2 separate regions of the Pan troglodytes genome follow, and region 1 is linked to region 2. Evidence: chromatin contacts called from public HiChIP or PLAC-seq data. All regions are on one chromosome and are shown on one strand. The core of a region is the stretch at or near the end of the contact, and the rest is flanking DNA. Distances in the headings are between cores, read along the strand shown.

What was found. HiChIP or PLAC-seq counts read pairs in DNA pulled down with a chosen protein or histone mark.
Region 1: a contact with region 2 is called in an H3K4me3 HiChIP or PLAC-seq map of stem cell-derived excitatory neurons, with 4 times the contacts expected there. The contact joins the promoter of SEC62 here to the promoter of LRRIQ4 in region 2. A contact is called at or near these places in 1 of 7 Hi-C or Micro-C datasets (stem cell-derived neural progenitor cells) and 1 of 1 datasets of contacts at active chromatin or transcription factors (stem cell-derived excitatory neurons).

What each region holds. Positions count from the first base shown.
Region 1 is chr2:173,120,020-173,123,393 of NHGRI_mPanTro3-v2.0_pri, forward strand. SEC62 (SEC62 homolog, preprotein translocation factor) reads left to right here and starts at 1,855. Exons shown (of 9, transcript XM_063806376.1): 1 at 1,855-2,110; 2 at 2,350-2,568. The coding sequence starts at 2,066. LOC744515 (a long non-coding RNA gene) reads right to left here and starts at 2,469. Exons shown (of 2, transcript XR_001713792.2): 1 at 1,689-2,469.
Region 2 is chr2:172,966,756-172,969,705 of NHGRI_mPanTro3-v2.0_pri, forward strand. LRRIQ4 (leucine rich repeats and IQ motif containing 4) reads left to right here and starts at 1,632. Exons shown (of 6, transcript XM_516869.7): 1 at 1,632-2,249. The coding sequence starts at 2,242. It overlaps LRRC34 (leucine rich repeat containing 34), which reads right to left and starts at 2,211. Exons shown (of 11, transcript XM_516868.9): 1 at 1,612-2,211. The coding sequence starts at 1,750.

The DNA.
Region 1 (3,374 bases), core at 605-3,104, 150 kb after region 2:
ATAAGGACTTGAACAAGGCAATGGTAATGGGAATGATGAGGGAGGGAAGAATTCCAAATATCTCAGCTGTAGAATCAACAGGATTGGTGACTGACTGGCAGAAAGGCATGGTTGGGATGCATCCAAGGTTTCTAGCATGAGTAATTGAGTGAACAACGATGTAGTTATTAGAGTTTTACAGTAAAAGGGGCAGGTTTTGCTGGGGAAATGGTGATTTTTAGTTGGACATCCAGTGGAAACATCCAGAAGAAATCTGGAATTAAACATGAATGCAGTATTTTGGAATTAATTTGTAAACAGAATGCACAAATAGAAGAGACAAGAGGAAGGTGAACATATAAAAACAGTGGCCAGGAACATGTGAGAATTGGGTAAAAGGAGAGAAGTCAACGAGAAATCAGAAAGAAGTTGATATACATGCCAAAGAAGGAAAAGAAGTCAAGAAGAACAGTCAATATTGTCAAATACTGAGTAAGATGCTAGCTGAGAGAAGGTATTGGGTTTGACAAAATAATTCTCACTGGATGGTGGAGGTAGAAACCAAATTGTTGTAATCTAAGGAGTGAATGACAGAACAAGAGGACACTAAATTAAAGCTCTGCTGATGAAGAAAATAGTAAGGCAGTAACTTGAGGATGAGTCATTGTCTATAAAGGATTTTTTATTCCCCACCATAGTCCTAACCTAACATTTGACATCTATCTAGTAGGCACTCAATACCTACTGAATGCAATAATATTTTCATTTATAGACCAGGTCTCCTATAAAATAGTCCAGTGTTTATGTCCACATAAAACAGCACAAAACAGATTCATCATTCTGGGTGGGTAGAGGGATTGAAGGAAATAAAGACATTTCATATTCTATATTATGTTTTGGGTTAATTGGCAAGAATAATTACTTCTTTCTCACCCCATCCCTGACTATACACACACCCAAATTATAGATTATAGAGGAGAAAGGAATTAAATGACTCCCGAGACCAGAACTGCATAGTCCAAAAAAAAAATTCAGCAATCTTACTTTATTAAAAAATTAGGCATCAAGATGCTGCAATTTGCCTTACTTACACATTTAATTGCTCTTAGGTTAGATATATAATATGGGAAACCTGGAAAAAAATTTTAATGGTATAATAAACGCTTACAACCTAACATTAAGTGAAAAAAGCAGCTGCCTTGTTGCATATGATCTCAATTTGGGAAACAGGAAAAAATATAAATACAAACACACATGCACACACACACACAAAGTCAGAATACTATAAGAAAATAAACTGAACGGTCACAGTGGCTCACGCCTGTAGTTCCAGTTACTCAGGAGACAGAGACAGGTGGATCGTTTTGAGCCCAGGAGTTCAAGACCCGCCCGGGCAACATAAGGAAACTCCATCTCCACACAAAAAAAGTAAAAATTAGCCAGGTGTGGTGGCGCATGCCTGTAGTTCCAGCTACTCAGGAGGCTGAGGAGGGAGATCAGTTGAGACGAGGAGTTCGGTGATGCAGTGAGCCGAGACTGCGCCACTGCACTCCAGCTTGGGCAATATAGAGCGAAACTCAGCCTCAAAAAAAAAAAAAAAAAAAAAAAAGAACATCTTTCTTTTCTGAATTTTCCCAATTTTCTACAATTAAAAACGCTTTAAAGATCTCTATAAAGTCAGTCAAGGGAATTTCTATCTAAGCATTTACCAGCAATTTAAGCTCCTTCTCTTTTGGTCTAGGTGGCTCTAAAATAACAATAAAGGCTACAGTGACTGAAATTCACCAGACTTGAAATAGACTGCAGCCTTCTTCCTTCCCACCTTCTTAGAATCTTTGTCCTATTCATCTTCCTTACGCTTCCCCGGGTTCTCTTACTTCTGGATTCTAACAGTGAGTTGTGAGAAGCAACGCGGAAAACGGAATGGAGACTCCAGCTTGTTTTAAACGAGCTGTATTACCCCGCACAGTGCAGGAGAAAAGATAATTGGCTCAGGTCTCGGCTCTGCCATCTACCACCTGTGGAGCCTTAGATAAGTCAGTTAATATCTCTGTCACTCAACGGTTTCGGTCTTGTCATCTTTTACATGGAATGTCATGAAATATACAGTACATTGCAGGAACTGCCTCAGGTAAAGACTTCTAGGGTTCAGTAGGTCTCAGTCGATCCCTCTGAGAAAGGCCGCACCCTAAATGCACAGACTCTGACTCTAAGGGGGTGGGGTCGGGAATCTGCATTTTAGTAGCTTCTCAGGTGATTCAGATGCTCAGTCAGGATTGAGAAACCAGGACTCTTCCCAGCCCTCCTGTTCTCTGATCCACTTCTCTGCTTCCTCCACGTCCTAACGATTCTCCAGTTCCCGCACAGCAGGAGCGGAGGGAAGAGGGGAGAGAAGGCACCGCTAAGGACCAGTGGCCCCGCCAGGCGGCCGACCTCCCCATTCCAGGGGCGCCAGCCGGCGGATTACATAACGGGCCTCGGGGCGCACTCTCGCGAGGTTTCCACCGCCCCCTCCTCGCTCCACGTCAGAGGGAACCGGGCGGAGCGGCCAACATGGCGGAACGCAGGAGACACAAGAAGCGGATCCAGGTAGCAAAGCCGAGCTCTGGGCAGGGGGCTTCGGCGCGCTGGATAGGGGAAGGGGCGGGGAAAGCCCCCTAAAAGGGCGAGCGAAAGCAAGGGCGAGGTGGGGTGGGGTTCCGCCGCGAGGCAGCTGGCTGCAGGCTGCGCGTTGTGAGGGGCCTGAGGGGGGGCGGTGTTGGCGACGGCGGAGACAGAGACGGAGGTGGTGGTGGAGCAGCAAGGGAAGGAAGGAGGCGCCGCGCTCAGAATCCGGCTGCGGAGGCGCGGCTGTGGGCCTGGAGTTCCTGTGGTCGCGCTGTCCCGGGCCTGAGCTGGAAGGTCAGCCTCCTCTGGGGCGCAGACGCTGACCCTTCCCGGGGCTCTTCCCCTCCCTTACCCCATCCTCTGGCCTTAGCTGGCCTGAAATCAAGGCCACGGTAATAGGGGTAGCAGGAGGCGGCGGACTGACCTAAAGCAGCTGGTTCTTTGTGCGCATAGACCGTAAGGGGGAATGATCTGGACTTGGTCAGCTGCCTCGGGGCCTAGGCAGGGATCTGCTCATCCAGATGTTCAGTTGCGTTGCCCTTCTTTCCCTTCAATATTATTGACTTAATAGTCCACTTGAAGCTTGCCGGCTTTTTTCCGGGCGACGTGGTGTAAACAACCACAACCTCGTTGGTGCTGCAACGAGCTGGTGGCGCCCAGAAACCTTTCACATGTCAGTGTGTCATCCTCGTAGTAACCTACATAACATCTCTCCCTAATTCCACATGCATGTCATTTGTGCATTTCTTCCTTGCGATTTTCCCTGGTTCTTGTTCTTTGCCAAGAGG
Region 2 (2,950 bases), core at 382-2,881:
TACGCCTGTAATCCCAGCACTTTGGGAGGCCGAGGCGGGCGGATCACTTGAGGCCAGGAGTTCGAGACCAGCCTGGCCAATATGGTGAAACCCTATCTCTACCAAAAATACAAAAATTAGCTGGTGTGGTGGCGCATGCCTGTAGTCCCAGCTACTTGGGAGGCTGAGGCGACAGAATCGCTTGAATGCGGGAGGTGGAGGTTACAAGGTTGCAGTGAGCAGAGATCGCGCCACTGCACTCCAGCCTGGGCGACAGAGGAGACTCCATCTCAAAAACAAAACAAAACAAAAACCTCACTTGGAATGCAATCTAGAAAATGCTGCTTTAGCGTCCTCCCCAGGAAACAAAGCAAGTAGATCCCAAATAGAAGTTGGAGCTGGGCTCCCACTGGGCTTCTTTCTTTCCCACTGTCTTCCTTGGTATTAAGAGAAAAATTGCCCTGAGAATCTCCGAGGGCACAGAAATGTGTCAGACTACAATTCATTTTCGCGAAGGCATGAAGGAATCTTAGACTACGAGCTAAATACAGCTAAACAAAGTTATGGAAATATTCTTATTTAACAAGCTAGCCAGAGATTTACAGTATTTAAAAGTTTCTGCTACCCTTCCTTTGATTTAAAATTCACCTACGTATTTTGTATGCCAGGATTTTGTGGCACCAATGAATTTATTTCCTATATTGTATTCATATTAGAAGGAAAATAGCCTTCAAATTGTAAAGCAAAAACTAGGAAATAACCCAGCTACGCAGGAAAATGTCAAGAACCTAACCCAAATTTCATTTTTTCATCCACGCCTCTGGCAGCCACTTTTTAACAATTTCCACAGAAAGGACTTACTTAGGAGGTAGATCCCTCCAAAACATGCTTTTCTATACTTAGCCAAGCACTGGGAAATCTAAGCGATGAGCATGAGTCAGAACGTGGGTGCCCTATCCAGAATCCGCAGTGTGTACATTTGAACAAGTTGTTATCCCAGCTTAAATTTCCTCTCATGCTAAAGGCAGAGCCTAACACTGCCCATCTCCTGGATGCAGTATTATTAAGCCAGCCTCCGAACACAGTTCCGTATCCACAGACAGACTTTAAAACAAGCATATAAAACAGAAATGGCGGGTAGGGGGTGGCCGTTCAGGGTAGGTGCTTAACTTGCTGATCAGGGGCGCAGAAATATTTAAAACGGAGATAGTACAGAGGTGCAAAGTCAGAAACAGTATCAAGACCCTCATGCCCCCCTGTGACCTGCTCTCTGGGACTTTCACAAAAAGGGGGCTGAGAAGAGCCCCCCCCGCCACCCCCTCCCGGAGACCCTGAGAGCACGGCGACAGACACCATCTGCACAACCTATCGCGCAAAGGGCGGACCCACGGGGACTCCTCTCCGTGGACTCCTCTCCTGCCCTCGGTCGCAAAGGGCGACCGGGGACTCCTCTCCTGCCCTCGTTTCTGGGCGCCCCAAACCTCTGGCCACAGCTGGGGTTCACAGGGGCACCCCTCCCGCCTCGCCGCCTTGGGCTGGCGGGCTGCTGGGAGGACTCCGGCCGTGCGACCCCGGCGCCCCTCGCGCGTTTTGTCTGGGCCAGGCCGCGCAGACGTGCTCCCTACTTCTTACCGCGCTGGACCGTCAGGGCCGCGCCCGGAGTAATGGCCTGAGTGGAGGCCCAAGCCGGGGACCCGGCCGGCGCACGAGTGGCCTCCCGGGAGCTCCCCATGCTCCTCTCACCCACTGGCCGCGGCGGCTGCGCTGCCATGGCGACCGCGCGCGCGCGCTTACAGTCCGCCTGCAGCTGTGAGGCGGCTACACGAGCCTCGGCGCCAGCCTGCTTCGAGTCCCGCTGGCTGTGCCTGCCCGGGCCCTGAGGCCTCACTGCTAAGGCAGTGACCGCCAACTCTGTGGAGGTCCTCTGTCACCCTGCCCTGGTTAAAGGCAGCCTGAGGGAGGGCGTCCTGGCTCCTTTGCAGGGAGGAGTTCCCGAGGTTTGAGGGGCTCCGCTGCTGAGCTAGGGCTGGGGCTACAAAGAAGATTATGACAAAGCCCGCTCCTGCAAAGTGTGCACCGGCCGCCGGGCCAGCGAAGAAGCAGAGTAGCATCAGCACATGATAAAGGCGCTGGGCTTTGGGAGCATAAAGGGTTTTGTGCTCCCAAAGGGCGGGGCCACCAGGGAGGGCTTCCTGAAGGAGGTGACATCTGGATGGTCCGAAGGAGGCTGCCAGAGGACAGAATGCTTGGTGCGTTCTGGGCATGCGCAGGTACTTGAATGTACTCAGATCAGTACAGACAGCGGGGAGGCGGGCAGGGCCAGATCCACATCTGTTACTAAAAGGCCAGGGGTTCCGTCTAGATCCTGCTGCTCCTGTTACTGAATGCCAATCACTGAAACAATGAGAATTGCCTGGGAGGAAGGCTTTAATCTGGTGCTGCAGCCGAGATCAGTCTCAAATCTGTCTCCCCAACCAACTAGAATCAAGGGTTTACATAGCAAGAAAGAAATGTGACTACTTGCAGGAAATCAGGAATTAGGGAGGGGTAAGGAAGAGGAGTTGGTCAACAGGAATCAGGTGGTCGCTTAGGGAATCATGGTGGGTGAGGGATCTGGTGTCTCATTGTCCAGATGTGATGATCTGGTAAGTTTCATTTCCTTGATACTGAAATGGTAATAGTTTCCTTATCCCCCTTGCAAGGCATGCGATGGTGAGGCAGGAAAATAGGGTCTGGAGGTAGGGAACATAAGGCCGATTCGCACTTCGGCTATAACAGGAAATATCCTCTCCATAGGGTGTACACCATAAACGACTTTGTAAACTTACTTCATCCTCTTCATTTACACAGGGCGTACTCTAAGTAACCAATGGAATCCTCTAAGGGATATTTGAACTCCCAAAAAATTTGTAACGGGGTCTTTGAGCCCCTGTGCTCGGCCCACTCCCACACTGTGGAGTATACTTTCATT